Regions from separate parts of the Mus musculus genome. Here all the other regions are linked to region 2. Evidence: chromatin contacts called from public Hi-C and HiChIP or PLAC-seq data. All regions are on one chromosome and are shown on one strand. The core of a region is the stretch at or near the end of the contact, and the rest is flanking DNA. Distances in the headings are between cores, read along the strand shown.

The links. A called contact is a pair of places that touch in the nucleus more often than the background predicts. HiChIP or PLAC-seq counts read pairs in DNA pulled down with a chosen protein or histone mark.
Region 1: a Hi-C map of uterus shows a contact between it and region 2, with 5 times the contacts expected there. The contact joins the enhancer-like site here to the promoter of 6030407O03Rik in region 2. A contact is called at or near these places in 1 of 484 Hi-C or Micro-C datasets (uterus) and 1 of 9 other capture datasets (embryonic stem cells).
Region 3: a contact with region 2 is called in an H3K27ac HiChIP or PLAC-seq map of stem cell-derived neural progenitor cells. The contact joins the enhancer-like site here to the promoter of 6030407O03Rik in region 2. A contact is called at or near these places in 2 of 15 datasets of contacts at CTCF or cohesin (embryonic stem cells and stem cell-derived epiblast-like cells), 2 of 484 Hi-C or Micro-C datasets (nephron progenitors and trophoblast stem cells), 2 of 115 datasets of contacts at active chromatin or transcription factors (embryonic stem cells and stem cell-derived neural progenitor cells) and 1 of 9 other capture datasets (embryonic stem cells).
Region 4: a Hi-C map of nephron progenitors shows a contact between it and region 2, with 3 times the contacts expected there. The contact joins the enhancer-like site here to the promoter of 6030407O03Rik in region 2. A contact is called at or near these places in 1 of 484 Hi-C or Micro-C datasets (nephron progenitors), 6 of 115 datasets of contacts at active chromatin or transcription factors (embryonic stem cells and stem cell-derived neural progenitor cells) and 1 of 9 other capture datasets (embryonic stem cells).

What each region holds. Positions count from the first base shown.
Region 1 is chr1:73,147,566-73,155,172 of GRCm38.p6, reverse strand. The region is part of intron 1 of Gm29185 (a long non-coding RNA gene); the gene reads right to left. Gm31197 (a long non-coding RNA gene) reads right to left here. Exons shown (of 3, transcript XR_373509.3): 3 at 7,106-7,124. Among named protein-coding and RNA genes, the nearest start is that of Gm31197, 11 kb to the right of the region's middle. Within about 2 kb of position 1,577, at least 9 of the 459 cell types and tissues checked have an H3K27ac peak or open chromatin away from gene starts, as enhancers often do. A contact at or near this core is called in uterus, where this site is marked.
Region 2 is chr1:73,858,654-73,865,873 of GRCm38.p6, reverse strand. It overlaps 6030407O03Rik (RIKEN cDNA 6030407O03 gene), which reads left to right and starts at 1,408. Exons shown (of 9, transcript NR_045311.1): 1 at 1,408-1,499; 2 at 2,758-3,215; 3 at 4,822-4,905; 4 at 6,007-6,257; 5 at 7,014-7,220.
Region 3 is chr1:73,265,654-73,272,701 of GRCm38.p6, reverse strand. Gm29185 (a long non-coding RNA gene) reads right to left here. Exons shown (of 5, transcript XR_865539.3): 2 at 3,533-3,627; 3 at 2,836-2,937. Among named protein-coding and RNA genes, the nearest start is that of Gm31344, 95 kb to the left of the region's middle. Within about 2 kb of position 1,766, at least 27 of the 459 cell types and tissues checked have an H3K27ac peak or open chromatin away from gene starts, as enhancers often do. A contact at or near this core is called in stem cell-derived neural progenitor cells, where this site is marked.
Region 4 is chr1:72,941,975-72,948,981 of GRCm38.p6, reverse strand. Gm31047 (a long non-coding RNA gene) reads right to left here. Exons shown (of 5, transcript XR_001778985.2): 3 at 6,091-6,228; 4 at 421-593. Among named protein-coding and RNA genes, the nearest start is that of Gm31047, 6.4 kb to the right of the region's middle. Within about 2 kb of position 3,376, at least 64 of the 459 cell types and tissues checked have an H3K27ac peak or open chromatin away from gene starts, as enhancers often do. A contact at or near this core is called in nephron progenitors, where this site is marked.

The DNA of each region.
Region 1 (7,607 bases), core at 328-2,827, 710 kb after region 2:
TCTGTGATCGACACAGTATTGGTCAAATTCCATCTCCCTGTAATCTATCTCTCTTTGCAGAGACTTCCTTACTCTTCATCCTGAATTCTCTCTATCTACTCACAAATAACCATCCTAAGAAGTCTAGCTTACAATAAATGTCATTAGAATTGACTGAACCAGCATCTCTTTCTGATGGGACCTCAGTGTTCCCACACTCTATTCACATGGTAGGAACCTGCTGCAGCAAGACCAATAAGAACATTTCTTCTCCAAAGAGAGAGGATTGCCCTATATCAGGTGGTGTACCAATGCCAGAGCAAGCAGTGTCTCCTAGGAGATCTTCTATGGAGAGCAGGAGAAAGAGGCCATGGGCTAGGATCCTGACTTCCAGATTCCCTTTGTCTTCTAGCTCCATTCCAGGCAACATATCTCTCTCTCTCTCTCTCTCTCTCTCTCTCTCTCTCTCTCTCTCTCTCTCTCTCTCTCTCTCTGTGTGTGTGTGTGTGTGTGTGTGTGTGTGAGTGTATCCAAAGCCACTAAATTTACTAGTTGTGTGAAGTAATAATTCCCTAATTACTTTTAATAAATAATTCCTTTTACTTTAATAAATATCTCCTATTTTGCTTATGTTAGAATTGTGCTTTTGCAACTGATAAGGTAAAAGAGACTTTATGTGGACACACACCACACTGTGAAAGGTGGACAAAGACACGCATGTGCTCCACCCTGCCTGTTTTATGAGTATGTAAATATTGCTCTTATGTACCTCCCTGTAAATAGCTTGAGGGCAGTTTATCTGACATACATTTGTATCTTTCATGCTGTCTCACATATAATATGTCTGAAATATCGCTTCCTTGGTAGAGTGAATGAAAGGTAAATATTGGAAAGGATAAGCTGTTCGCTGGGATTATGAATCTTACTGGCCACCTCCATCCATATACTCTGGAAATAGAGGCAAACATTCATTATCCATCCATGGTCATTTTCAGTCAGTAAAAGTAATCTTCTGAATTCCATGGGTATTCATTTGAAATGTTAGAAGCCTTCTGTATGAATCCAGACTCTCCAAACTCACAGGGACCAAGCTGAGTCTGCTGGAGGATGGCTGAGACTCAGACTCCATTGGATTCCATAGTATAAAAAACTGCTAAAGAGGCTTTAGCGACGAGGAGGCAGAGGATGGACCTCTTAAGGCTCCACTGCAGTTAACTCCACTGAGCATGAAGCTTCAGCCAAATGACCCACAGTGAACAGTCCAGTACTGAGAGTCTTCTTGCCATGTTTGTCAGAAACTGGGGCAATATTGGAATAGTGTTCGTTCTTGTGTGGAGAAGACAATGTTTATCTAAGGGGTAATTATGTATGGAATGCTTGGGTCACAGTTGTGCTTTTTAATTTCCTGTTTCTTCTCCCCTTATTTAGTACGAGTGTCAAGGCTTCCAGACAAGGCTTCTTTGGTACTTAGAATTATTGGGCCACGAGGCCTGAATTTGTGTCTGATTTTCTTGCCCAACCAACCAGTTCCTAGCCCCACCTACCCCAAACCACTGTTCTTCATTGTTCTTCGGAAAGAACTCAGCGGCCCGTGAACAGCTGTTTCCAGGGGGCTGGCCAAGTGGAAACTGGGACAGAGCCCAGGCTGCTCTCTTGTATGCACTCAAATGGTGGGCCTCTGGCAAATCCAACTGTTACTCGCCAGTGCACCCTCAGCTGAAGCACCCTCAGCTGGAGCACCTCAAGTGTCACCCTATAGCACCATCTTCCACACCCATCCATGTTATTCTGTTAGGCAATCAAGAAGCCTGTGCTACACCTAACCAGATCTAGCCTCTCATTTCATGGCAGGGAGAGGCATCTCTTGCTCTAGGAACATACTATTGACACACACACCTTTCTTCTCTTCCTACAAGAATGTTCTTCCTATCTCTCAGCAAAGTTTGTAATCCATGAAGTGATTTGAAGATGAACCTCCCCCACAAATGTAGAGTAAGAACTTGAATATATGAGCAGGACGCATGCACACACGGGCTCTTATTTGCACACTGACTGTGCAAAAACGCAGATGGAAAAACAAAGCAGAAATGAACATATATTTTCTTAAATATTTTCTCCCTTTTACTTTGCCTTCAGTCGCTATTTTCGACTTCTTCACTCTGAATATAAATATTCTTAAGTATTATTTTCCCAAGAAGGTAGAAAAAGAAATGAGAGAAGAAAAAAAAGATCAAAGAAAGAAAAAAGGAAGAAGTGGAGAGAGCGAGGGAGGAGGAGGAAGGGAGGAGGGAGGAGGAGGGAGGAGGGAGGAGGGAAGGAGAAGAGAGGGAGGAGCAGCTCCAGGCAGACTCCACTTCTGTGCACATAGTCATTGCCTGAACATCACCACCAAATGACATAAGATCGAATTTATGCCAAACTCCAAGCTCATTGTGCTCACCACTGCCACTTCCAGTGCATCCTCTGTTTTTATGGCTACCCACCAGAGGTTTTCCACCTGTGTGTCACAACCTCTTAGGGGGGGGGGGGATCGCATACCAAATATTTACATTACGATTCATAATAGTAGCAAAATTACAGTTATAAAGAAGCAACAAAATAATTTAATGGCTGGGGGTGGATCACAGTATTAGGAAGGTTGAGAACCACTGCTACACACAGTAGATTCATGTACCCCAAAGGAAAACTTACGCTACCTTAAACTTCCCTCTTAAGGCCCCAATTTAACTAGTAACTAAATCTCTTCTCACCTGCCTCTTAAATGGCTCACCTAATTTTCTTAAGGGCAGGAGGTGAGGTGACAGAAGATTAAGCCTTGCTCATACTTGGTAACCACTCCACCACTGATGTATATCTTCAGCTCTTTTTCCATTATTATCTTGAGACAGGGTCCCATTAGGTCTCCCATTTAACCTTGAACTGTCAAGCCTCCTGCTCCAGCTGCAGGACAGCTGGGATGTCAGATCTACACCTCTGCATTTGAACTACCCTTTTTATGACTCTGCAGAAACTCGTGTCTTTTTATGTGAATAAAGCCTCTAAATTCTGCCCCCCTGCCCCCGCCGGTGAATGCTTTGAAAGCATAAATCTAGTACTACCTATAGGCTGCTTAAGTGCATGACTATTCTTCAGATCCTCTGGACTAAACTTTAACAACAACCTAACAGTTGGACCACTATGGGAATGGGCCCCATATGCACCCCAGGCTCTCACTAGAACCTCATTTTTCTTCCAGACACTTCCAAATACTTCAACCTGCTGTCCTCTTTTGTTCCTGACACCTTAGGGCTTCACACATGAAGTTTGTCTCCCATGAGTGTCGCATCTCCACTGTCTCTAACACATCTTAGCTACAAGCATGACTTCATCTGTAAAGATAGCCAAACCTCCGTGGGCCAGACTTGGGGGATGCTATTTTGTGATACTTAACCCTTCACACCTTCTTCATGAGCACAAAATTTTGTTATATTATAAAATGGTGTGTGTGCATGTGTGTGTGAGTGTGTGTGTGAGTGTGTGTGTGTGTGTGTGTGTGTGTGTGTGTGTGGCCTCCAAATTCAATACCATCTTTTATCTTTCCCTCTGTGTCTATTCATGGCTAGTCCAAAGTTTTCTACCCAGTAGGTTTGAAACTGGAAATAAATATTTGTTAAGAAAAGAGACAACCAGAGGGGCAGAAACTGAAAAGGGCCACAAAACAGAGAGTTTGTGATATGATAAATTAATCAGAAAACATAAAAATCACCAGGTTGTACAGCTTCAGGAATTAGCATAGAATTCCTCTGCAACTCTGTGAAGAAAGGGTAGAGAACTAGAGGAGATATTTAGTGCAGACCCACGATTGTGATGGAATACTGGCAGCCTACAGTACAGCTGAAATGGGGGATTGCTAACCGCTTAGTTAACTGCATTCAATTGAACTCAGTCATTGATTTTTCAAGTAGGAATAGACTTCATCTTTGTGGCTTGGTGAAAGTGGAATTAATTCTAAGCGGAAACTAAAAGGATATAAAGCTAAATATACCGTGAAGATCTTTCTAACAATAAATCTACTTGGATATGGACTGTGTCAAGACATAGGAGTCTGTTCTACAGATTCCTAGTTCTGTGACCTTGAAGAAGTTTTACTTAACCTCTCTGAGCTTCAGTTCCCTTGTTGAAAAATGGCTGTGATAGTGACACATGTCTGAATATAAATAGCATGATGAAATGTGCTCAGTGTACAATGGGTAGGAGATCCATATTGGCTTTTTATTAGTGATTGTTAGTGCTTTCTTATTGAACCATTGGGAGCAGAGGTGGACTACTGTGCACATAGCTCCTTTACCATTTTACTTGCCTCTCTACTATGATAGATATTTGTGAATCTAATTGCCACATGGACTGTCCCTTTTTGAAGGAAGGGTCCAAATCTGTTCTGCCTGATTATTTCTAGTTATTTATTTTTATTCTGTGTGTATGTGTGCCTATATGTATGTATGTGTATCACATGTGTGCCTGGTGACTGTGAAGGCCAGAAAGGGCATTGAGTCATCTGGAACCTGGATTGTAAATAGCTCTGAGCCACCATGTAGTTTCTGGGAACCAAATCTAGGTCCAGTGCAAGACCTACCATAGTGCCACCTCTCTAGCTCCATGTTTTACTTTAATAAACTCCTGAGACCTTGTAACTTGGGAGGTTTTTTTGTTTTGTTTTTGTTTTTGTTTTTGTTTTTTTTTTTTTTTTTTTTTGGTCTACATTGGATTGGGAGATGTGGTCTCTTTAAGCATTAGAGGCTTCATTAGATAGCACATCTGAGAACTTGTGGTCCAGTGATTCCATGGCCCTGGTGCACGTAGATGATGCAGTCTGATTCACCCTTCCTTTCTTCCAGCTACTTAATCAACTGGGATGACTGAGGTATGGATTATTTATCTCCTTGCCGTGATAGAATACCTACTAACAGAGCATAAGGGAAGGAGGTTTTATTATTCTCCCAGTGTGAGGGTCCTGTCCAACATTGGATGCAAAGTCTTGGTGACAGATGGCTCCATGGTGGCAGATTTGTTCAGCTGAGATACCCCATCTCCTCACGTTGGGCACAGCACCAAGCAGAGAGCAGACAGGAAGTCAGTTTGGGCTATAAAACCCTAAGCCCATCCTCAGTGACCCAGTTCTTCTAACCAAGCTCTGCCTCCTAAAGATTCCACGATGTTCCAGTGAGGAACAAAGTGTTCAAATACGTAAGCCTGTGGAGGAGACAGTTCACAATCAAACCACAACAGGCAGCGACTGTGTGCCACGCAACAGCTCATTGTTGGACAATAAAGGCCCATTTGGTCTTTGACCACATGGAACTTGTGGTCCAGTGATTCTATGACCCCGGTGCATTAAGGAGTTGTGTGCAACCCAAGCTACCTTGAAAGACTTCAGATGTCGGTCTTCGTGTTGCTCCTGTTTGCTAACCTTTAGCTTATCCTGTCTAGGAAAGAATGAATGTGTCAGTTAAAAAGGACAAGTGATCATCTTTATGTTTGATGCTTTACGTTCCACAGCTTGGGGAGCTTCTCACACTTGTTCTGAGTCTTTTTTCCTTCTTCTTCTTTTCTTTTTTATTTAACTTTTTATGGATCCTGTCTTAGTCAGGGTTTGTATTCCTACACAAACATCATGACCAAGAAGCAGTTCCGGAGGAAAGGGTTTATTCAGCTTACATTTCCACATTGCTGTTCATCACTGAAAGAAGTCAGGACTGGAACTCAAGCAGGTCAGGAAGCAGGAGCTGATGCAGAGGCCATGGAAGGATGTTCTTTACTGGCTTGCTTGCCCTGGCTTGCTCAGCCTGCTCTCTTATAGAACCAAGATTACCAGCCCAGAGATGGCACCACCCACAAGGGGCCTTTCCCCCTTGATCACTAATTGAGAAAATGCCTTACAGTTGGATCTCATGGAGGCATTTCCTCAACTGAAGCTCCTTTCTCTGTGATAACTCCAGCTGTGTCAAGTTGACATAAAACTAGCCAGTACAGATCCCTTGTGAGTTTCACAAGGAATTTAGGTTTTTATCTGTTACTTTTCTGACCACCCATTTCTTTAAATTAGCATAATAAGATAGTGCAGGCTCATCTCGTATGGTGTCTCTTCCACTGCCACCAGCAAGGTTCCTCCTCTGAGTAATGATAATTAGAGTCCAAGGTCATAGACTTGATGAGTTCATACTTACTCGAGTGTTACTGTCTTCAGTCTCTTCTGTGAACCCAACTCTACATTAAGAGAGACATACATATACCTAGGTGTACATATATTTCAGTGCAAGTTAGTAATTGTTTCGTGCTATTTCTTTTTCTTCTACTCTCTTTGGAAAAGCAGATATTTTTATTGAAAACTCAAACAAGAGGTCTATAGTGATGGATCTGTAGATAAAGTACTGGTGTGCGTGAGTTTGGGACCCCAGTACCCACTCGGAAAAGCTTGGTGTGGTGGCATGCTCCCTGTACTGGCAGGTGGAGACAAGGGGATCCCAGAGGCTCACTGGCACCCCATTTGAGTTCCAGCTTCAGTGAGAGACCCTGTCATCAAAAATAAGGTGGAAAATTACAGAGGAAGATAACCAACATTAACCTCTGATCTCCACAGGCACACATACAGGCAAGCATACCAACATGTTCATGCACACACACACACACACACATACACACATGTGCGTGTCCTTTCTACACATATAAGGTCAAACCAGGAGGTAACCTAGATGGAAGGACTCTCGACCCTGGGTTTCATATCTGAGAATATTAAGAAAAGCATTGGACAACATCAACATTATCTTTCAAATCTCCTTAACAACCAGTTTTAATAAATTGAGAAAGACCCAACCAAATGGTGCAGATATTTCTCTTTCTCACTTACTTTGTGACTAGGACTCAGATAATTGGTAGATTCCTTGTGAAAGATAATCATTGTCCTGAATGTTCCTTACACATCAGTTACTATCTCTCTTCCCCTCTTTCGCTCCATCTTCTCTTTTCTTTTCTTCTACTATTATTTTTACTCTCCTTTTCTTCTTCTTCTTCCTCTTCCTCCTCTCCTTCCTCCTTTCCCTCTTCTTCCTCCTCTTCTTGCTCTTCTTCTTTCTCTCCCTCTTCTTTTTCTCCTCCCCCTCTTCTTCTTCCTTTGAACAGGATGTAGTGATTTGAAAATGTCTAACCCAGAATTTCTATATTGGCATATTTTACTTGATTCATTGAGATCATTTACAAATAAAACTTCCAGGGGAAAATTTTACTGCTTAGAGCCTATTATGGCTGTGTTCACCTATCTGTGGTGATCTGGTACCATAAGGAACATAATTGTCCCTGAAGAGAGAGGGTGTGTGTGTGTGTGTGTGTGTGTGTGTGTGTGTGTGTGTGTGTTTTGGGGGATGTTTGGAGGACAAGACAAGAACATCACAGTCCTGTGTTGGATGTGTTTCTCTTCCTACACTTCAGTAACTCATAGGAATATACAGGAATCCTGGGAAAGGGGGGAGGGGAATAGAAAAACATGAATAGTTTTCTCCTGTTTTGAGAGCAATGGCCTTGGGGGTTTGGTTTTGTTTTGTTTTGTTTTGTTTTGTTTTGTGTTACAATGCAAGAACTATGAGTAACAGAACAGG
Region 2 (7,220 bases), core at 159-2,658:
TTCCGGAGATGAGTTCCCCCTTTTGGCTGGTGCCCTATTTTTCTCCCAGAATAAAATTCCTGGGGAAGCCCTCATTTCTCTGGGGTCCATTGCTTCCGTCGTCTTATAGAGCAAGAGACATAATTGTCTCTTTAGAATGTCTTCATTTCTGCAGGGCCAGTTACACTGACAAGATGGAGACAGTAAGCTCTGATCTACTTCTTATAAAGACACAAATGGTATCATGGGGTCCACCCCCCACCATCTCATTAAACCTAATTACCCTTCAAAGCCCCACCTCCTAATACTATCCTATCGGCGTTAGAGTTTCAGTGTATGACCCTTGGATAGACAAAAGCATACAGACCATAATAGTCTCCCTTTCCTTCTTCTCTTCCTACCCCCCCTCCCTCTTCTCTCTCTGACTCCTGTTTTTGTTGTTGCTCTATCTCCTGTATGTCCCACTTCTATCTCTTTGGGAGATACTGGGATCACCATTCCTAGTATATTGCTTATTTGCTATGTTAATCATGAGATTCGTTGAAGCAAAACCAATCTCACCATTTTGGGGCAAGCTTAAAAGCAAGCTTTATTAAATATTAAATACTGACCAAGATAAGGGCTTTGGTCAGGACCATTCCTGAAATTTCTCAGCAGAGAGTGGCCTTGAGCCCTGGGTTATGTTGAAGGGGTTTATAAGGACAAACCTATAGGTCATGGTACTTTCCCATGAGGCTTTGTTATTTTCCAAGAACTACAGTTCCCAGCATTCTAGGAAGTTACCTGTTGTCCTGAGCAGATAGGGCTTACAGGTTAAATTTGGGCATTACATTCCCCCTGGTGTTGCCTCTCAAGTCTTTGATCCTATGATGGGTACTTGTTTATATTTTAGATCTACTAACCATTAGAGTTACTATCTAGAAGGAGCCTGGACATGGATGGGAAACCAGTCATTTATTTTATCTCAGGTCCCTTTTTGCAATGTTTCTTGAGTACAGCCAAATTATAGTCCTGAATGATTTGTATAGAAATATTTTTAAAGGCACATAATACTTTTTATTTTGCATAAAGCAGGTTAAGTATCCTATCATATTGTAGAACTATTTTAGTTAATAAATCTACGAGTTGACAAATCTGGGCCCATTTTTCTGATGTGTCAGTCAGCTTATAGGTAGCCATTTTGTCCTCTATGCCACAGAGTTTCTCTTTGACTTAGCATTTTCAGCCTGTTAGGTGGGGTAACAGACAACATATTTTCTTCCGTAACTACTTCCAGCTGACATTAGGGTGTTGTTGCCAGGGCCCCAGAAGACTGAGAGGCTAGTGAAAGGCTGGACAATGGGGCATTTGTCAGAAGCACTGGATTGGCTGATCCAGCTGAAGGCACAAGGAGCAATCATGTTGGCTGGACTGGTTTACATAATTTTCAGCAAGTCCAGAGCTCTGCAGTTTGCATCCCTGGATGAAGTCTGTCAGCCAAGTGAAAATCTGTTGAGACAAATATAGACTCGGGACAGAAGGTAAATTTTTGTGTTACCGGGGAGGGGGAGGAATCCCAAGACCAGGGGAAACTCCATTCTTAGGGACAGACAGATACAGAAACTCAGGCTGTACTGTCCGGAGTCCATTTGACTCTGGTAGGTGGATCCAAGTCTTACGACTTCTCTGATTCCCTGAAGCTCATGCGAATTTTCAGTTCATAAAAGGAGATAGATCAGCGTTGCCATTTTATTGAAATTCACATGGTAGGGAAAGCAGTTGATGGGACTCTGTGAAGCAGCAGACTTACGCCTTTGAGTCTTAGTAAGAACTGTAGCATTTTTCTCTGAACATGAAAAAAATTTTTTTCTGTTTAAAGAGCCAGGTGTATAATTGGATAGAGATATTTTAACCCAATAAAAAGCACCTCTAAGTCTATATCTAGAAGATAACCAAAGAAAACTCAAAATCCTGAGCTTGTGACTGAGTAGTAAAACAGCTGGTACTTCATCAAATCCTGACACCCCCCCCCCCCAAATTTCAGGGCAATAACAGCATAGAATGGAAAAGGAATCCGAAACCTTTTTTATTTCTATATATCCACAATCATTTTTGAGATCCTTATAACTTATTCAAGTTTTTTTTATTCTCAAATCTTTATATATTTCAGAACGAAATTTTTTCATCTAGTCATTTACCAAAGACATAAGTACTCGTTATTGAAAGCAGTCATTGTAAAGCAGGCTTCTTTAGCAGAAACCATCTGAAACCTGTTTATTCTTTAATATGAAGCTCATGGGCAAGGCGAACCTGTTTGTCTTCTTTTAAGAAGAGACCTAGTAGCTTTAACTAGTGAACTGGTTAATGAACGGGGCAGGTGAGGCTTACAGGTTAATTTGGGGCATTCCACCTGTATCCCCAACTCCTCTGTAATCTCCAATGCAGCATCAGTTAGTTCCCTGGCTCTTTGCACAGATACCCTGCTCGCTGTGCATGGCTAGTACATTGCTAAAGAGCATTCACTGTTAATCGTAAACGAAAGATTTACAGTCTCCAGATTTTTATTTGCTAAGTTTAAAGGACCACTCAGCTTCATGTCCCATCATCCCTCAGTCCCAGGCTTCAAGTGACGGCTCAGTCTCAGTTTCCCCTCTGGCCAGCAGGGAGTGCTTTCCTTTCCCACAACAGGTGTCGATATCTAGAAAGCTCCGCCGCTGTCACCTTCCTGTTGCTCCATCGCTATCTCAGAGTGCTAGCGAGCAACACCAAACCTCTGCTTCTTTCTTTCGCTTCTTCTAGGATCCCGGAGGCCCTCACCCACACCATGGAATCCCAGTCCCCCAACAGCTTCCGTGATGGGGCTTCTTTTAGGAAAACCAAACTCTTCTGGAGGCCAAGACCTGAAGGCCTGCACAGGGCGCCCAAGCCCACCAGGGGGTAGTGTCTACCCGTGCGGAGAGGCCCTGAGAGGCCCAAGCAGAGGAAGGCAGAGGCCAGATCTTGTTAGGCAGTGCAGACGTGCACAAGAGAACGTGCTGGCCTCAGACCAGGCCTGGAGCGTGCAGTACCCTGCGTATGCCTAGGTGTGGCCTCAGGTGCCAGACACTCAGCTGGTCGCTCTGACTTCCGGACCTCTGTCTGAAAATTTCCCTGGCAGTCTGCAATCCTTTGTCCACGGAGGCGGGAAGCTTAGCAGTTTGTCTTCTTTATAGCCTGCATCTTTAGAGGTGTTAAGGTCCCCTAGCCATTGATGGGAGGTGCGGAGCAGACTGGGAAGGGGAGGAGTGGGGGATGGGGCCTCATTTGCCTTCTGCTGCTTAAAGAGATGCTTTGATTTCTAAACGTTTGCAGTTTGTGAAAGCCTTATTTGAAAAGACTCTTAGCTTAGGCAAGCTGCCAGTATTCTACTATCCTTGAGGTTCTTCACTCATGATCAGGGGTCTGGGTGAGACTTCCTAGCCAGCTGTCCCTCACGGGAAGGGACATGTTTCAGGGCCAGGCCTTACAAAGTATTAGTTGCATGCACTCTCTCAGCTTTGTGGAGGTTTGCCTTTTTCCTGTGACTTTGCCTTTTTTTTTCTTTATTAGATATTTTCTTTATTTACATTTCAAATATTATCCCCTTTCCTGGTTTTCCTTCTGAAAATTCCCTATCCCCTGCTCCCCAACCCACCCACTCCCATTCTTGGCCCTGGCATTCCCTATACTGGGGCATAGACCCTTCACTGGACCTAGGGCCTCTCCTCCCATTGATGACCGACTAGTCCATCCTCTGCTACATATGCAGCTAGAGCCACAAGTCCCACCATGTGTTTTCTTTGATTGGTGGTTTAGTCCCAAGGAGCTCTGGGGGTACTGGTTAGTTCATATTAATGTTCCTCCTATGGGGCTGCAAACCCCTTCAACATGTAATAAGGACACATGCTCCACTATGTTCATAGCAGCCTTATTTATAATAGCCAGAATCTGGAAAGAACCCAGATGTCCCTCAACAGAGGAATGGATACAGAAAATGTGGTACAGTTTCATAATGGAGTACTACGCAGCTATTAAAAACAATGAATTTGTAAAATTCTTAGACAAATGGATGGATCTGGAGGATATCATCGTAAGTGAGGTAACCCAATCACAAAAGAACACACCTGATGTGTACTCACTGATAAGTGGATATTAGCCCAGAAGCTCAGAGTCCTTTTTAGTAGGGGGAACAAAATGCCCATGGAAGGAGTTACAGAGACGAAGTTCGGAGCAGAGACTGAAGGAACGACCATCCAGAGGCTGCCCCACTTGGGGATCCATCCCATAAACAACCACTAAACCCAGACATTTTGGCAGATGCCAACAAGAGCTTGCTAACAGGAGCCTGATATAGTTGTCTCCCGAGAGGCTCTGCCAGTGCCTGGCAAATACAGAAGTGGATGCTCACAATCATCCATTGGACAGAGCACAGAGTCCCCAATGAAGGACCTAGAGAGAGGATCCAAGGACCTTGGCTTTTCATCTGTGTGTGTCAAACACTTGAGTTGAAATCCAAGTGGTGTCATTTTGTATCTGAAAGAGGTGGTGCCACAGTTTCTTCCTCTGTAAAGGGGGACTGCTAATCATGCTTTTCTAAAGGGAGACTTCAAAAGCCACTGTTTTCTTCTTAGGGTTTGCTCCCATGTGTCCCAGGGGTATGGCTCTGGCTGGTTTGAGCCAGCACTAACTAACTCATGTTTAGTTGAAATCTTTTCTACCATGAGGGAGGTACCAGCCACCTTTACAGTGTCTTCCACAGGGAACAAGTGCCACTGCCTAGTGTCAGAGATCATGTGGATTTCTGTAACAGCTCCCCCTAGTCTGTTTTACCTTGCTCGCCTGCAGGGTGTTTTCTGGGACCAGCTGGCCTCCTTTCTCCACACTCCATGAAGAGATGGGCTGGCCTACAACTACTGCTAGGAACTCCAGGTAAGTGGCTGAGCCTAGGTAGGCACCAGTTGTCACTTGAGCAGAGAGCTGGTGTGTGGCTAACAGCCTGGCCTGTGAGAAGGGATGCCCCTCTATTATTAGATATTAGGGGGCAAAGGAGTGGGGAACAGGATACGATACTTTTCATTACTGTCTCTGCCAGTGTCATATGACCCTAAGGGTCAGGCCATATGGGAGAATTCCCAGTTAGGGAGGCAGAAACCAGTGGAATATGGCATTCATGGCATGTGGCATGGCATGGCATGTCCTTGTCATGTCCTCAGCTCTTTGGCTGCCCCAACGACTCAGGTTCCAGGTCAGTTTTGTCCCAGGTTCACATGGGGACCAGAACCCACAGTGCACGTGTTGGGGCTGTGGAAAGGAGAAGGCCTCTGCCTTGTGGGACCTGCATGCTGCCCATACCCACAATTCTGTTTTCCATCCCATGTGTCCTTCCCAGAGTGCAGGCCAACAGCTTGTGGAGGCTGTGGTTCTGCTGGAAAGCCAGGGCCTTGGCCAGGAAAGTTGATTTTCTCCGCCTAAGACCAGAATCTGCTGAGGGCTGGCAACCGACTGGGAAACCTTTAGCTCCCCTGTCATTGACTCTAGCAGCAGTCTCTGCGGGGAAGGAGTAGGTGGGGGAAGGGTGCGGGGAGGGGGAGGGGAGATCTTTGCAGAGGCTAATGCAGGCTCACCCTATGGATGAGACCAAACAGAGCAGGCAGGTTGCTGGAGGGCACATGGCTGGGTATTCCACAGAAATGAAGGTGGTGACTAGAGAGTCCCACTCAGAAAGGGGAGACATGGCAAGGACTAGGAAGGCAGTGTCAGTATTGGTGGACCCTAGAAGGGGACATGACATCATTCCTCCTGAATAGACAGCATAGTTGAAACAGAAATCGAGCTTTAAAGAGACAATGGCGACTCATGCTCTAGCATTCAAGATGACGGCCCAGAAAGGTAGACTCCATCTTGTAAGTGGAGAGGGCTAGGACATGGTCAGGAAACACTGTCTGTATTCTCAAGTTGTCTCTGCGGGGCTTCACGGAAATGGGAACCCGTGAGAGTAGAGGTTCCTTTTGATCCAAATGTCTCAAACAGAGGCCGCCATATTACTCTTAAAAATTAAGAAGTTTGATTAATAATTCAAGTTCAAGAAGATAAGACATCTTAAGAGGCGGGAGCTCTAACTTCCTTCTTCATCTCCTCTGGGGTCCTGGAAATGCTTGACAATGGAACACGTTGGATCAAACTGAGGGGGCCTCTGCCCGGGAAAGAAGGGTAAAGATTGAAGGTCCACTGTGCTGGGGCAATGAAGGCTGGCAGCCCTGTGACTCTAGACCATGATCCAGGTGAGAGGAAGCAGGATCAGGATGGGTCCACCCCACACAAAACTCTACAGAAGGTGGCTCCTGTGGATTCAGGAGGTCGAGGATGTTGTGGCCTCAGAGCAAAAGGAGGAATGAGAGCAATAGGAAGGCTTTCAAAATGGCTACCAAAATGCAGGCTCAAGATGGGTCCAAAGCAGTGGGCGCTGGCCCTTGACCCTGGGCATGGCCTCAGCACCTCAGGGCTGCAAGACTGGAGAAGTCGTGGCTCCAAAGTGAGCTTTGGACTTCAACTGTTTCATGCTAGGATAGAGCAAGGTGAACTACTGGCGGCTGATGGGAAATCAGAGACCCTCTGCCACTGGGAAGCAGAAAGGTCTCTAACGTCAGCACAACATCGGCTGACACAAGGTGGACACACTCAGAATGAAGGGAGTAGCTGTGAGGATGAGAAAGGCCCCAGTGAGTAGCTGTCCATGGAGGTTATGGGTAAAAGAAGGCCTTCATGTGATGTGAGAAACAAGGTTGCTCTGGTCTGAGCCAGACTTGGCTTTTTGTGCATAGCTTGGAAACAGGACCAGCCTTTCTAAGAGAGAGCATGACTTCTTATTCTTATGGAACCTACGACAGAGTGGTTGGACAAAGAGATGTAAGAAGTTACCTGATAGGGACTAAAGAAAAAGATATGGAGGACTGAGGGCTTGCAGGAGCAAGTGGAGAAAGCAGACGAGGATGATGGAGTCCCAGAAAGTGACAGTCATCTATCTCCCTTGGCCACAGGGGAACTGATCATGTGACTTCTAACAACATTTGGTGATGCTGAGACTGTGTGACTCCAAAGCCTAGGTCCTAGGAAGCACTGTGAGCCTCTTCTTGAACCCTCTTCTTGGATCACGTACTGGGGAGAAGTCCGCTGCCGTGTCACAAGAAGGGTATGTGGCAACAACTTAGGGTCACCAACATTTCGTCCAAGTGAATAGACAGTCA
Region 3 (7,048 bases), core at 517-3,016, 590 kb after region 2:
ATTCCAGGGGAAACACAGTTAACAGCTAATGTCTGTGCCAGGGGCTGGCAGCTTATGGGGAACTGCTGAGACACAGCGGGTGCCACGTCTTCAGAACAGGGGTGCATGGGGTGTTAGACCTAACAGAGGCTCCTAAGAGAGGCCCCTAATGTTAGCCAGGGGCCTTGCTAGGAAACACATCCCCAGTAGATGCATGGTAGACCCAGAGGGTAAAAGGAACATGGAAGGTTTTCAAGTTTTTGTTTTCATAGGGAACCAGCCTAAATAACCTTGGTCCACAACCAGGTTAGGCAGCTGGTTAGGCAGATAATTGTCCCTATCACCTGTTACATGGAAAACAGCAACAAATCTCTTCTCTAATCACCATGGTGACGAGTGTCAAAGTCCTGTTTGGGGTTGTAGTCCTGTGCATAATAGTCCTTCAAGCTGGGACAGAGGGGTGGTTAAAAGAAAGGAAAGTGGGGGAATTTGAGCCCTTCTTTGTCTAAGCTCAGAGCTGAGGCTAGGAAAATTCCGTAGGATCTTGGCTAAACAGTGGTTTTCTGCTTCTGTCAATGTTGAAATTAGTCTGATTGTGGGAAATATTTAGAAGTTGTAGTTGTGTAATTTTGTTTCATCTGCAGTTCAAATGCCAAAAAACTGACACTGAACACGCTGCGTGCTGCTGTAATGTCAGGCGACACTTAGGGGCTCATGGGTGTGGCTCCTTACCTTGTCACCTTTAATTTACTGCTGTACACTGAAATCTTACACATTCCTAGACCCAACACAAGACCACTGCTTCCATGGTATCTCCCTGATCCTTTCTCTTCCCTCTCTGTTTCTCTGAGTTCTTGGTGTGGCTTCTTAGATGGCATCTTGGCAATTTTCCTCTCTCATTTAAGTCTATAACACTGCCACCAAGATTTGACATCGTCACAAGGAACCCACATAAGATTGAACCTTTAACTTCCCACCATGGATAAAGGATGTGTCTGCTCCCCTCCCTAGAAAGCTCTCATCTCTTCCTGAGGGCCTAATAACTATCGACAATCCTTGGAAGATGGGATGCTATTTTGTTTAATAGTGTAGACACTGGGACATTAGGTGGGAAAAAAGAAATCTCAGAGCTAACGAAGAGGTATAGAAGAGAGTGATATGGTGGATATAAACATAATACATTATATAGAAATGTATGATGTATGGAACAGTCAAAAACAAAGAGAATGCTGTTTACTAGTTACTCCTGGAAAATAAACCAAAATTTTATTTTCAAAACCCAAAGCTATATTTTACACATTCAAAAAGGAGAACGCACAGTTGCCATGTGTCCCAGGTACTGTAAGAACCCTGAAGAAAGAAATGATGTTTACATTGGAAAAATAAAATGTCAGACACGTGATCTCATTCGATTCCTGCATAAAATCCTCTTCTCCTTTGTAAAATGGAGACTGCTGTGCTCAGAGGCAGAGAGATGGAATCACTCTGCATAGAAATGAGAGATCAGAATCAACGACCTGGATTTCATCTGTTCCTTTCTCTCCACCATGTGGCCGCCCAGGATGCTCCTGCATCCTTCCTGAGAAAGAGCCCCAGGAAGCACAAAGGGACTTCTATTTTCATCTTTTAGTTCCAACAAGATGAGAATCAGCAGGCCAGCAGACACACTTGGGAATAATGGCTGTGCTCTCTCAACAGGCCCCCTCCCCCCAGTGCCTTTGTCCCCACTCTGAGTGACCTAGACAGAACAAGCCAGCTCTGTAATGACCACTTCGTCAGCAGGGGCTGTGTATTTAGTAGCAGGAAATATAAGCTTTTGTGGTCAGTGTGACGTCATCCCACCTACTAAACAGGCCTTTATAACTTGACCACAAAAAGGTTTGAAAGGGATAGACACACTCACAGGGAGAGAGGCCATGGGGCTGTGAGCAGTTGTCTGCCCTGAAAGAAGCATTGTGTCTTCCGATTGTCTCCCCAAAGCCTGATGTTTGGGCACTGTAGACAAACATCTGGGTGATATATGGTGTTTTCTCTACATCACCCAATGCCCCAGCTCATCTTCATCCTCTTTTGTTTTCTTCCTTCTTCGTTCCCTTCATCCTTTGCTTCATTTTTTTAAACTCTCCCTTAGTCTTAAAAAAAATGTGTAAGGGAACTAGTAAATCTTTTTGTTTTTAAATTTGGGAGGGTCCATGATACCCACTCACATACATGATTTTTTCTCCTGGATTACTCACAGTTGGGAAGGAAAAAGAGAAATGCACAGTGGTCGGATGGAAGAGAGAAAGAATAAAGGAGAGAGCGTAGGCAAGCTCACAAATACTTAAAGAGACCTAGCTTACAACCAGAGGGATGTAACGTAAATATTTCTAAGTCACGAGTATCTTAGTTTGCTCAGTGGGTTTAGAGGAGCTCAGCTAAAGGACTCGGTAACTTTAGGGATTGTAGTGTACAAGTTCACAGCTATATTCCACCCCAAAACTGGGTCTACCTCTTATTTTACTTTTAGGTAAAGAAAGGTATATTAGGCATGGATACAAACATTCACATTCAACACAAAAATTGAAAAGAAAAAAAGAAAGAAAGAAAAGGAAGGAAGGGAGGGGGAAGGAAGGAAGGAAGGAAGGAAGGAAGGAAGGAAGGAAGGAAGGAAGGAAATAAAAATTGATTGATATGGGCAAGTTTGTTTGTTTGTTTGTTCGTTTGTTTGTTTTGATTAGGGGGATTTGTTTGCTTGTGGTTTGTTTTTAAAGCAGATAAGACCCAGGACACAGAGAAACTGAAAAGCTCTTACCAGTGGATCCCAGAAGATAAATAGACAAAACAGAAAGGAGAATTCTCAAAACCAAAAGCTACCTTTTACACGTTCAAAAAGCCGATTCCATAGTTGCTATGTATTCCAGGTGCAAGAAGGATCCCAGAGAATGGAGGTTTCACTGGTCTCTCACACCTCTGAGGCTAAGAGACGGGGAAAGAGGGAAGAAGAAGCTGTGTTGGTGACTGTGAGTCTGACCACTAAATTAGGCTGATGGAAAAGTATGGCTTCCTTAATTTTCAGGGTGTGGAAAGCTCCCTCCCAGGGCTGAGTGTTCCTCTGAGGACTGGACAGCAGGAAACACCTGCTTCACTCTTCCCTGGCTTTTTTCCCTTTAAGAATTCTGGGTCCCCCGCCCCTTTTAACTCGCTATGTTGCACAATGAACAAGCAGATTTCCACACATTCCCCCATTTAAGAGAGGAAGTCTGGAATAATCTATTAGCAATAAACACACTTTGATGGCTTTCCTACCTCCGCCCTCATTCTCCTGTCTTCCAATTGACTTCTACAATTGCTTCCTCAAGCTGTCTCCCCTGACCCTTAGGCTAAGAATATTTTTCTCCTAGAATAAATCAAGAATAAGAAGCCAACCTGCACTGTTGAGGGACAAGTGTACGTTCTGTTCACCAGGATTCCTAATTTTAGATTGTGCCCTTCCCTTCTTGCAGCAACGGGAAAGCAAATGCAATTCCCATTATGGAAAGGCATGAAAAACAGATGTGAGTCTGAATCTCACCATGATAGCAGCTTTCAAATGTCCTCTCAGAGGAGGTGCTCGGAGCTGTTAGCAGGTTCTTGGAGGAGCCCTCATCCATCATGGCGAACATCAGCCTGTAAAACCATGTGCACAGTCACACACAGGATGGGGAAGTGCTCTTAGCACACAAAAGCATCCAAGAGACCCAGCAAGCTGTCCTTAGGCTTACAACGACTATCAACAGTTACCAGATCCAATGTCCTCCCTCTAATGAGATGAACATTCCCCAGTGATGTTTGGGAAACTAGCTTCTCCCCAACATGTCCTACTTCTGTTCTCACTGGAAACAAAGAAAACCTGGCACAAAAAACGCAAGGGGAAAAAAACAACAGAAGGCACCACTTTCATGAAGAGCTCTATGCTACACGTACGTGGTCAACTGAGTTATTTTTGTCTTTTAAGAGATCTACATTAGATAGAAACCTTAACAAATCCCTGTAAATTTCAGGACTGTAAACCTTGACACACGCTGAGCTACCTCATTTCTCTAACAATCTGTAAAGCTGGGGGATTAGGATAGAAGACCTTTGAAGTCGCTTCTAAATTTCTAAACATCGGTTGCAATGTATCTAGCAATACAGGGCTGGATCTCTTATTTAAATTGTTCTAGAAATGAGGAAAGAAATGAGGAAAATAAAGTAATGAAATCTAAGAAAGGAATGCTAAACACTAGTCAATGAAAAGATGAGCAAATTCAACCTCTTTGCTGATCAAAGAAACAGAAATGAAAACCTAGACTACGAGAGTACATCTAAGCTTAGCCAGAATGGAAAAGAAAAATTGCATAATTAAAAATTGTATCAATGGTTACAATAGCAACGCTTTGGAAATATATATATATACTGTTACAATTGAGTAGTCCCTTTGTCTGTAATTTCACTTTCTGCAGTTTCAGCTTGACCTACAATATGAATGGAAAAAATCTGAAAAAAAAAAAAGGCAGCTCTTGAGTTTTAATGTGTATTGTTCCAAGTGTCAGGATGAGATCTCACATCACCTCTTTAGCCCACCCAGGACGCCAATCACTCTTTTGTCTAGAGCATCTCTGCTGTACATGTTTCCTGCCCTCAGAGTCACTTAGGCATCTCAGGTATCCAGGTGCTTGTGGTCCATTAACCTTACTTTATTTAATGATGACCCTGAAGCACAAGAGTAGTGATGCTGGCAACTCAGATGTGCCAAGAGTCTATAAAGTGCATCCTTTGGAAAAAAAAAAAGATAAAACATGTCAACTTCATAAAAAGTGGGGGAAAGGTATGCCGAGGTTGTTGAGGTCAGTGCTAAGGACAAATCTTCTACCCATGAAATCATGAAGGAGGAGTAAGGGATTCATGTTAGCTTTGCCACTACACCTCACACTATTCAAGTGAAGGCTACAGAGTTAATTATGTAGAAAAGACATTGGCTTATAGTGTTACGTGATTTCAGAAATCCACTGGGAGGGGGGTGGTCCTGGAAAGTCTCCTATATGAGGAAACTGCATATCTAGTAATTCGGATACCACTAACCATTAAAAGTGATCTGAGTTCTAAAATGTCTTAATACTGAAAATAAGGCTGTATTATATTCTAGTTTTATTTTCTGTGATAAAAATATTTTATTAAAATCAACTTGGTGGGGGGGAAGGAGTTACTTGGCTTATAATTCCAAGTAACAGTCCACCATGTGGTTAAGTCACAGAGGTTTGAGACAACAGGTTGTCTTATAGTCATAGTCAAGAACAGAGGGAAACGAATATATCCATGTTGCCTAGCCTGATTCTTTGTTAGTTTTCTTTATTTTTATATAAACCAAGGTCCAGCTTAGGGAATGGTTCCACCCAAAATGGAATGGGTCTTTCTACATCAATCAATGGTCAAGAAAGTCCTCCACAGACATGCCCATGGGTAAACCTGATATAGGTAATTCCTTAATTGAAATTATGTGCCTAGATGATTCTAGATTGTGCGAAGTTGACTAACAGATCAATTTTTTAAAAGGAAATAAAATACATATAGCAATACTCCACTTAATGAAAGCATGGATATTCATGCATGCTTATGCATAGAAAAAAAATCTTCATGTGATACCCACCACAGCAATAGCAGTGATTATCTAGAGGTTCTGAAACCATTTGGAACAGTTTTACTTTTCAACAGTGTTGAACTGTTTCACAGTGAACATAATACTTAAATGATCAATGAACTCCATTTCCATTTGGAAATAATATACAACTAAATACTGTGAGCATGATGTACACAGAGAAACACTGCTTTAGAAATAGATTCAGCCTGATGGGCAGTCTATGCTAAGGGTACCTGTGAACCCAATCCATACCCTCAGAGCCCTGTGATTTTAAATATTACCAGTTGTCTTTGCTCAGATTTATCATTTTTACAAGTCTCTTGTATTTTTTGTGTATCTGTTTCTCCATCTATAAAACAATGATAACCCACCTTGTGAGAATGTTGTAAGAATTCAGTGCAATAATATGAATACACTGCTTAGAATGATTCCAATAAATATACTTACTATATATTATGTATAATATTTATATTCTAACAACCATATAGTATAGATTGTTACTAGACATACCACATCAGAATGGCATGCTATATGCCATTTATAGCTTGTTTATCACTAATTTACTAATATCACTATTAGCAGTTAATAGGATACTGTGAATAGTAGGTGAAGAAGTTTTTTGGTCGTGAATGGTCTTGTTTCTTTTCAGTGAATTATGTTGCCCTAGGTTCTCTGTGATTTGCAGCCCCCTTTCCTTTCAGAGAGAGAACTGTTCCTGTATGGGGAAACATACATAATATATAGCATTAGTGGTATGCATGGGATATAGCACTAGTGTTATGCAAGGGATGTAACATTACTATTGTTCATGGGATATAACATTACTGTTATGTACTGGGGGGGGGGGAGGGGCTCACATTACCACACCTTCACCTAGAAACAGTATGAGAAAACAGAAGATGAAAATTCCGCATTTAAGTTGAAGTCAATTAGATGAGGAAAACAAGCCAGTGCACTCCTCACTGTGCTGTGGTCAAATGCTTGAGGTATGAAGAAAGCTGAGTACTTAAGAAGCTAGTGTTTACAGCCCAGCCTGGCATGGTGGCTCACACCTTTAATCCCAGCACTCAGGAGGCAGAGGCAGATGGATCTCTGTGAATTTGAGGCCAGCCACAAAGCAAGTTTTGGACAGGACAGCCAGGGAGGCTACACAGGAAAAAAAAAGCCAGAGTTTATCTGATTCACTTGGGTGAGGGCTTCAGAAGAGCTGTGATTCCAGAAGAGCTGTCATTCCAGCAGCAGAGGTATATCTTCTTAGAAGTATCAGAGCAGTATAAAAGATTCAGGAAGGAAGTCTGCTAGGAGCTATCGGGATACTATGGTCAGGACCGATCAGATGACTTCAAGTAGACATCGAGAAGTGGGGAAGGGGATGAGTCGGAGATAGAGGTGGGGACAGGCAGTCTCGACCAGCTTTCCCTGTAACTGGCT
Region 4 (7,007 bases), core at 2,127-4,626, 920 kb after region 2:
GCCTACGTGAAGAGAGATGTCTCGGACACTGTTTCTCAACTAGGAGAAACAGCGCTCAGACATAGTGCCTCCCATCACTAAGACAACAACTGAGGGTACAAAACATGGTTGCAGCAAAGCACCTCCATGGGGCGTGAGTTCCAGAGCCAGTGTCTCATGAGAACAAGGTAACCTGTTGATTCCTTCCACTGGTGAATGCATCTGCCTCCTGCTAGCTCAATGACCTGTTTCAACTCCCAGGGAAGCCGTGAATGACAGCACCAGTACCAGGCTCAGGTTCCCGTCACCCCGTGCAAAAATCTAACTTACTCATTCTATCCCTGTTCTAAAGCCCTGTTCTTTAATGTCCACTGTAACTCCATTGCCACATGCACACTCTGGCTACCGACTGTAATAAAGCAACTGATGGTGAGAAGTTACCTCTTATATCCACCACTCAGAGACAAAGGCAGAGGAGCACTGGGGAAGAACTATAAAGGACATTTGTGACAGCTGCATTTTTACTTCTGGAGCTGATCTGCAGGTAGAAGATGACAATGCGCTGTGCTGGGCAGGAACCACTGAGGAGAAAGTCCTTCCTCTCGCTAACTGCCCTGAAGGAAAAAAGTAATCAGTGACCATTGGCGCTGCAAGAACCTGGGGAAACAGCCCAGTCTCCTCGGAGCCATTTCTCTTCCTCTGGAAGCCTGCAGGACAACTGGAGAGAGTAAACAGAACCAAGACACAAAAGAAGCCCCATTTCTGCATGCCCACATTACATGAAGTTCTTGAGGGGGGTTTGAGTGAATAAAGTTGAAGACGCCCTCCTTTAAAACATAATTTTTTTATTTAATTAGATGAAATTGTATCTGTTATCATTCGTACCTCCTATCTCTGTCTTTGCTTATTTTATCTTGCTGTTCCATCAGCCTAATTGTGGAGGTTCAACCTTAGATGTCAAAAGGCAGAGGAGAGAAAGACAAACCAAGAGAAAGGCCAACAAACTAAAAGAAATAGTAGACTTTTGTGTCTAGGAAGCATCATTGAGAGACAAAGGATAGGGGTCTTGGGTGAACTAGATCTGAGCTCAAATCCCAACTCTATGATTTTCTACCAGTCATGTGGATTGGAGCAAGTTACTTAACTTTCCTGACCCTAGCATAATTAATTATAAAATAAACCAATTGGTGCAATGTTTGAGATGGTAATGTATATTGGAAAAAGACAATAACAAATTCAGAAGGCTAATGGAAACAAGCCAGTCTTGATCGTAACAATTCTGAAGAAAAAAAAAAAATGGGGGTGGGGGTGAGGGAGACAGGCATAGTGGAAAGTTTTTTTTAAAGGGGGGGGGGGGTCATGGGGATGCTGATTTGACAGGAGAGGAGACAGTGATGTTTGATTTGTTTTTATTTGTTCTGTTTTTGAGACAGGGTCTCACTGTGTGTGTTCCAGGCTGTACTAAAACTTATGCAGATCAGGTTAGCCTTGAATCACATAGGTCCACTTGTCTCTGCCTTCTAAGTGCTGGGATGAAAGGCATGTGCCACTGTGTCCAGCCCATGGTGGTGGTTTTTTTTAAAAACTGTCAAATCCCTTTCCCATCTTGGACTCAGTTAAGTAACAGACTCCCTGAAACTTTCTAACTCTCAGAGTCTGAGATAAGCAGGCGCCAGCAGACAGCTAGGCTCCTGCAGTCACTCTGATGAACTCTAATCACACCTCGTATTGAAAATGGCTCATAACTATCTCTGTCTTACAACGTACTACATGCAGGTTTGGATGAGGGTGAAGACTTATGTAAACTCTATATGGTAAGCACTGCTTATCTTGTACACTGATGGAGGGTGGGTGCCTGTGTTCAAGAGCATGTGTTTGTACATGTTCCTGGGGATTGAACGCAGGGCTTCCCGAATGTTGGACAGGTGTGCTACCCCTCCAGACCAAAGCTTCTGATTTGAAAGCTTTGGAATATAAAATACTATCCTTAAAGAGTCTCATCACAAATATTCCACAGCCTAGAGCTCATATAATGATGTAATAAGTGGATCATCAGTAGCTCAGAAGTGAGGAAAAAACAAAAACAAAACAAAACAAAACAAAAAAAAACCAGAGGAACCTGTCATTTCACCCAGCCTGTCCGATTTTTTAACAACAGAAGAGAAAAGCTAAGTCACCAGAGGGCCGATTAAGTGTCCTGTGTCCTTTGTTGCTAAGGTAGAGTGATTAGAATAGGCGCTAGTTCCAATGCATCCTCAGGAGGGAACATTTCTTTCTCTGCATGGATTACAGATCTAGTCAAAAATAGAAAACCATAGGCGTTTTATCTTTTGACTCTGGTCTGACTCTCAGCAAAACAACCAGGTGAAATATTGTCAGTCGACTTCAGCCCTCCCTTCCCTCATCATGCATCCAAGCCAGCAGATGGTTATTAATAAGCATCTTCACCTGCCTCTGCCCTGGGTTCTGTGCACAGGGAATGACCTCTGACCCCTGACCCCTGACCCCTGACCCCAGACAAGCTCAGGCGCAGGCTGGCTAAGCTACCTCTAGGCAGCAGGGGGAATGCAGAAGCAGCAGTTAGGGAGAGAGGAAGAGGCAGAGGAAAAAGCCACCACAGGGCTGAGTGGTGGAGACCAACCATATTTTAAAGAGACAGGCTAGCCGGGAGCAAACTAACAAATTCATGCGGGACAGTCCTCCTTACACCACTCACTGCCTTAAGCACAGCTTTGCCTTGGAGACCCAAACTGTTCTAAACTTGAGTTCAGATGGAGCCTGACTCCCTCAGGAGAAACCAATCAAATCCTACAACTGCTTCATTGATTCCTAGAGACTGATAGTGGCCCGGTAAGGCTAATGATTTTGAAATCATTGAAATCAGTTTTCATTTAGAATTACTTAAACAAACAAACAAACTCTGCACCCCTCCGCAGAAGGGCCCTACCCTGCCTTGTACACCGCTGACCACACCCACCATGGCTCTACCTAGTGGGATTTTTTGGAGAATCCCTAACACCAAATACAAGGTAGGGGAGGGGCATACGGGGGCTTTCTTGTGGATGTGGTTTGCCAGGAGACAGCTGCAACCCCAGGCTCTGCTCTGTTTGTGAGTGTAACAGGGAACTCCGAACTCCAGTCTGGAAAGATCAAATTGTGTTGTAATAGCCACCCCAGGAGGCATGGACGCGTTTTTTTAGGGCACTATTTCACGGTAGAGGGACCATATACATGTCATGGACGCTTCTGCGTCCCACTGTTTCCCTCCAACCGCTAGGATCCTATGTTTCCTAGACAGAAGCCCAGCGACTAAGAAAGCAGAACCTACTCAAAGTCCATGGAGGTCCCTAACCCAGTCCCCAGGAAAAGAGGTGTCTGGAGTCCATTGGATGCCTGCTCTCTCCTCCCCGCCCAGCCTCACACCCACTCCCCTGGGGAACTAAAACAAACAATACTTTAGAAAAGTCCTTGAAAGAAAAGGGCGGAGTCGGGACCTTCTTGCTAAAGTAGTCCCCACCTGTCCTTCGGCTCTGCCCTCCCCCCAGCGCGCCCACCCTGTGTGCCCCCTCCCCCCCTCCTCCTTTTTTTCTTTTTCTTTTCCCCTTTGTTGCTCAGTTTTTAAAGGGCAGAGTTGACAACTCTGGCTTCAGCAAAGCCAACCGTGAAGCCAGACAGAATCAGCTTGGAGCTGCTGACCTAAGTGTTCCGCCCCTCCTCCACCCCTGACCCAGCCTCCCACCCCAGGCTGCACGTGGCTGCGGGAGTGGGGAGGGGAGAGAAAGGGGGAAAGAAGGGCAGCCGCACCCTTCTTCGGTCACCGTTCTCTGGCTTCCTGGGAGATTATGACACCTTAGGAAGAAAGGTAGGATGCCAGACAGCACAAAAGAGAACTCCCAAAGTCTCACTGAGAGATGCTCTCTATTGAGGACTGCCTCTGTGGAGAGCCATCAACCCGATACCACTATGCTAAAAATAACTTCGCCAGAGCTTGGGATGTAACTGGGTTCGTAGAGTGTGTGCCTCACACTCGTGAGTCCCTGGGTTTAGCCCCTAGTATCTCATTAAAACCCTGTGTAGCAGCGCATGCCTATAATCCCAGCACTCAAGAGAGAGGGGCAGCGGGATCAGAAGTCCCAAGTCACCCTTAACTATCTGAACTAGAAACCCTTCCTCAAGCAAAACAAGACAAGAACAAGGAAAGACTTCAGGGCCTTAGAGGAAGTAAATTCCTTGCTCACATTCAAAACTGGAGAAAGGGCCTGGTTTTTCTGGTTTTTCTTACACTAACTGGAACCTGTATGGTACCATTGCTCTAAGACCTGAGATGGCTCTGTAAAGTCTAACATTTTCCCCTCTTAACTACAGTTTGTATTTTGAGCAAATTGCAGATTTACATGCAGTAGTGAAAAAATTATAAGCCAGACCCTGGTGGTTTTGTCCAGTTTCCTCCCAGTAAGAAGGTCTTTGGAAACTGGGTAGCACGGTGTCACAGCTGGGATATTGTTGCCTATTGTGAGAGGACTATTTCCAGCATCAGATCCCTCCCTCCCCTCCCACAGCTACATCCACGTCCCTCCCACACACCCACTCCTCCATCCCCATGAGTTGCTGTTTCGTTATTATAAATAGAATCACATGTGACCTTTTTGAGGTTGCTCATTTGCTGGGTTGGGACTATCTCTCAGTGGTACAGGGCTTGTCTGGCAGGCAGGAGGCCCTAGGTTTGATCTTTAGTCCTATCTTAAAGGAGGCTGCCATTCTTTCAGCATAGTTCACTAGAGATTAGCCCAAGTAGTTGTCAGTAGCTTATTCTTTTGGATGGCTTAGCAATATTCACTCTATCATGTGAATGGATGGCAGTCGGGTTAGCCATTCACCTGCTGGAGGACTTCTGGGCTGCCTTCAGGTTTAGGGGGGAGGGGTCCTATCCACATTTGTGTCCTTATCTAATTGAGTCTTCTTTCTCTGTGGTAATTGTCCATGAGCAAGTACCTGGATCTTATAAGAATTGCATGTTTAATGAGGCACCTTTTAAAACTCTTTCCCAAAACTGCTTTTGATGTGCCCCTCCCCCAGGTGGCACCTTCATCATTAAGGAGTCTCAGTATAACCAGCCCCATCCATTCAGGAGTCTGAGTCCACAGATTTAATGTATGAGTATCCACCAGGGCTGGAATTCAGAGAGATGAGTGTGGGATGTCTCTCTTGCCCCTGGAGCTCTCTCTGCAAATTCGGGCAAGTGGTGGTTCCTTAGCCTACCAGTGAGGGGGCGTTTTTGTCTCTCTGATAATGAGCTAGAGAAAGGTGGGCCCTGGTGAGGATGGAAGCAATCCAGAGATGTGATCAAGAGGGCAGGCCCCTTCCTGAAGAAGCAAAAGAGAAGTGACAATTCTTTCAAAGGAATGAATCCGAATCCCCCAGGGAATGTTTTCAGTGCTCACAACATACGCATTCCACGCCGTCCAGACTGTCCTAACTCAGTGAAGACCACAGCCTAGAGAGCCTATATATTAGAGCATCAATGTCTTAGTTAGGGTTTTTTTTTGCTGTGGAGAGACACCATGGCCACAGCAACTCTTACAAAGGAAAACATTTAATTCGGGCTGCCTTACAGTTCAGAGGGTTATTAGTCCATTGTCACCATGGCAGGAAGCATGGTGGCAGGCAGGCAGATGTGACACTAGAGAGGGAGCTGAGAGTTCTATATCAGGATCAGTAGGCTGCATGAAGAGAGAGGGATCCTCTAGGCCTGGCTTGAGCCTCTGAGACCTTGAAGCCCACCCCCAGCAGCACATTTCCTTCAATGATGCCACACCTACTCCAACAAGGCCACACCTCCTAACAGTGCCATTCCTATGAGCCTATATAAGCCATTTTCACTCAAACTACCACAATTAGCATCAACACATTGCCTCACTAACGTGCAAATATAAGCATATGAAACACTCCTCTTGTGTATATGTGGTTATATGAGCACACACACTTTTTTTATTATTATATTTTCCATCCATTATCTTACCTCAAGTTAGAATTTGGCATGGGACTGTAACTACAACGTTTTCTAACTTACAGGATTCTTCTAATGGTCTCCACCAACTAAGTCTCCCTTACCTTGAAGCAGGATAGAAAGACAAGACTATAGGGGGGAACTGGAGGTGGGGAGGCTTCTAGGAGATGTTGAGACAGGTTCAAGCTGTGTAGTCCAAGCTGCCCTTGAAGCAATCCTCCTGCTGTGTAGCTCCCCTGTTTCTGGAATCAACGCAGACAAAGAAAATTAAGGAAGCATAGGCAGAGATAGGAACTCTTTGTCCTTGCTGGCTGAGATTCAAAAAAGACGATCATAAAAAAATGTTAAGTGTAAGTTTCTGCTTGAGTCATGTGATACACACTCACGTGGTGAGGCCGACTCACGCCGTGTTTTGCTGAAGCAGGACCCACGGGAGAACACATGATGCTTGGAGAGAGTATAAATAGGACTCAGCAGACAGTGATGGCATGCTTGCATAGCTAGCTTTGCAATGCTTCGTCAGTCTCATGTCTTTGTGCTGATCTTCTCTTTGTTGAGAGACACTCAGCAAGGAACTTATCCTAGTGTCCCTGCTAGTACTGGTCACTCCCACTGACCAGTGCCAATTTGGCCGAGGCCTGGCAGATTCTGCTAGATCATGGCACCACTGCTGACTTGTGTTTGCTATCCTACTGAACTGGACTGTTGGTATCCTGACAGAGATTGGAATCGCCCCCAGAAACTACTTCTAAACAGGTCCACATCCCCTGTCCTAGTTACTATCTTTTCTCCCCTTCCTTTGGTCGATGTGACTAAAAGGGGGGTTGAAGTGTTTGAGAACCTTTTTAAAGTAGGTTTTGAAAATCTAAGCCTACTAAAACCCAACACAGTGGAAGTTTTCTGGGTTTAGAAGATTTAGGAGTTCAAGATTATTTTCATATACATTGTGAATTCAAGACTACTTGACAAGTCCCTCCCCAAAAAAGGAGACTCTCAAAACAGGAACCATATTTACAGTCAA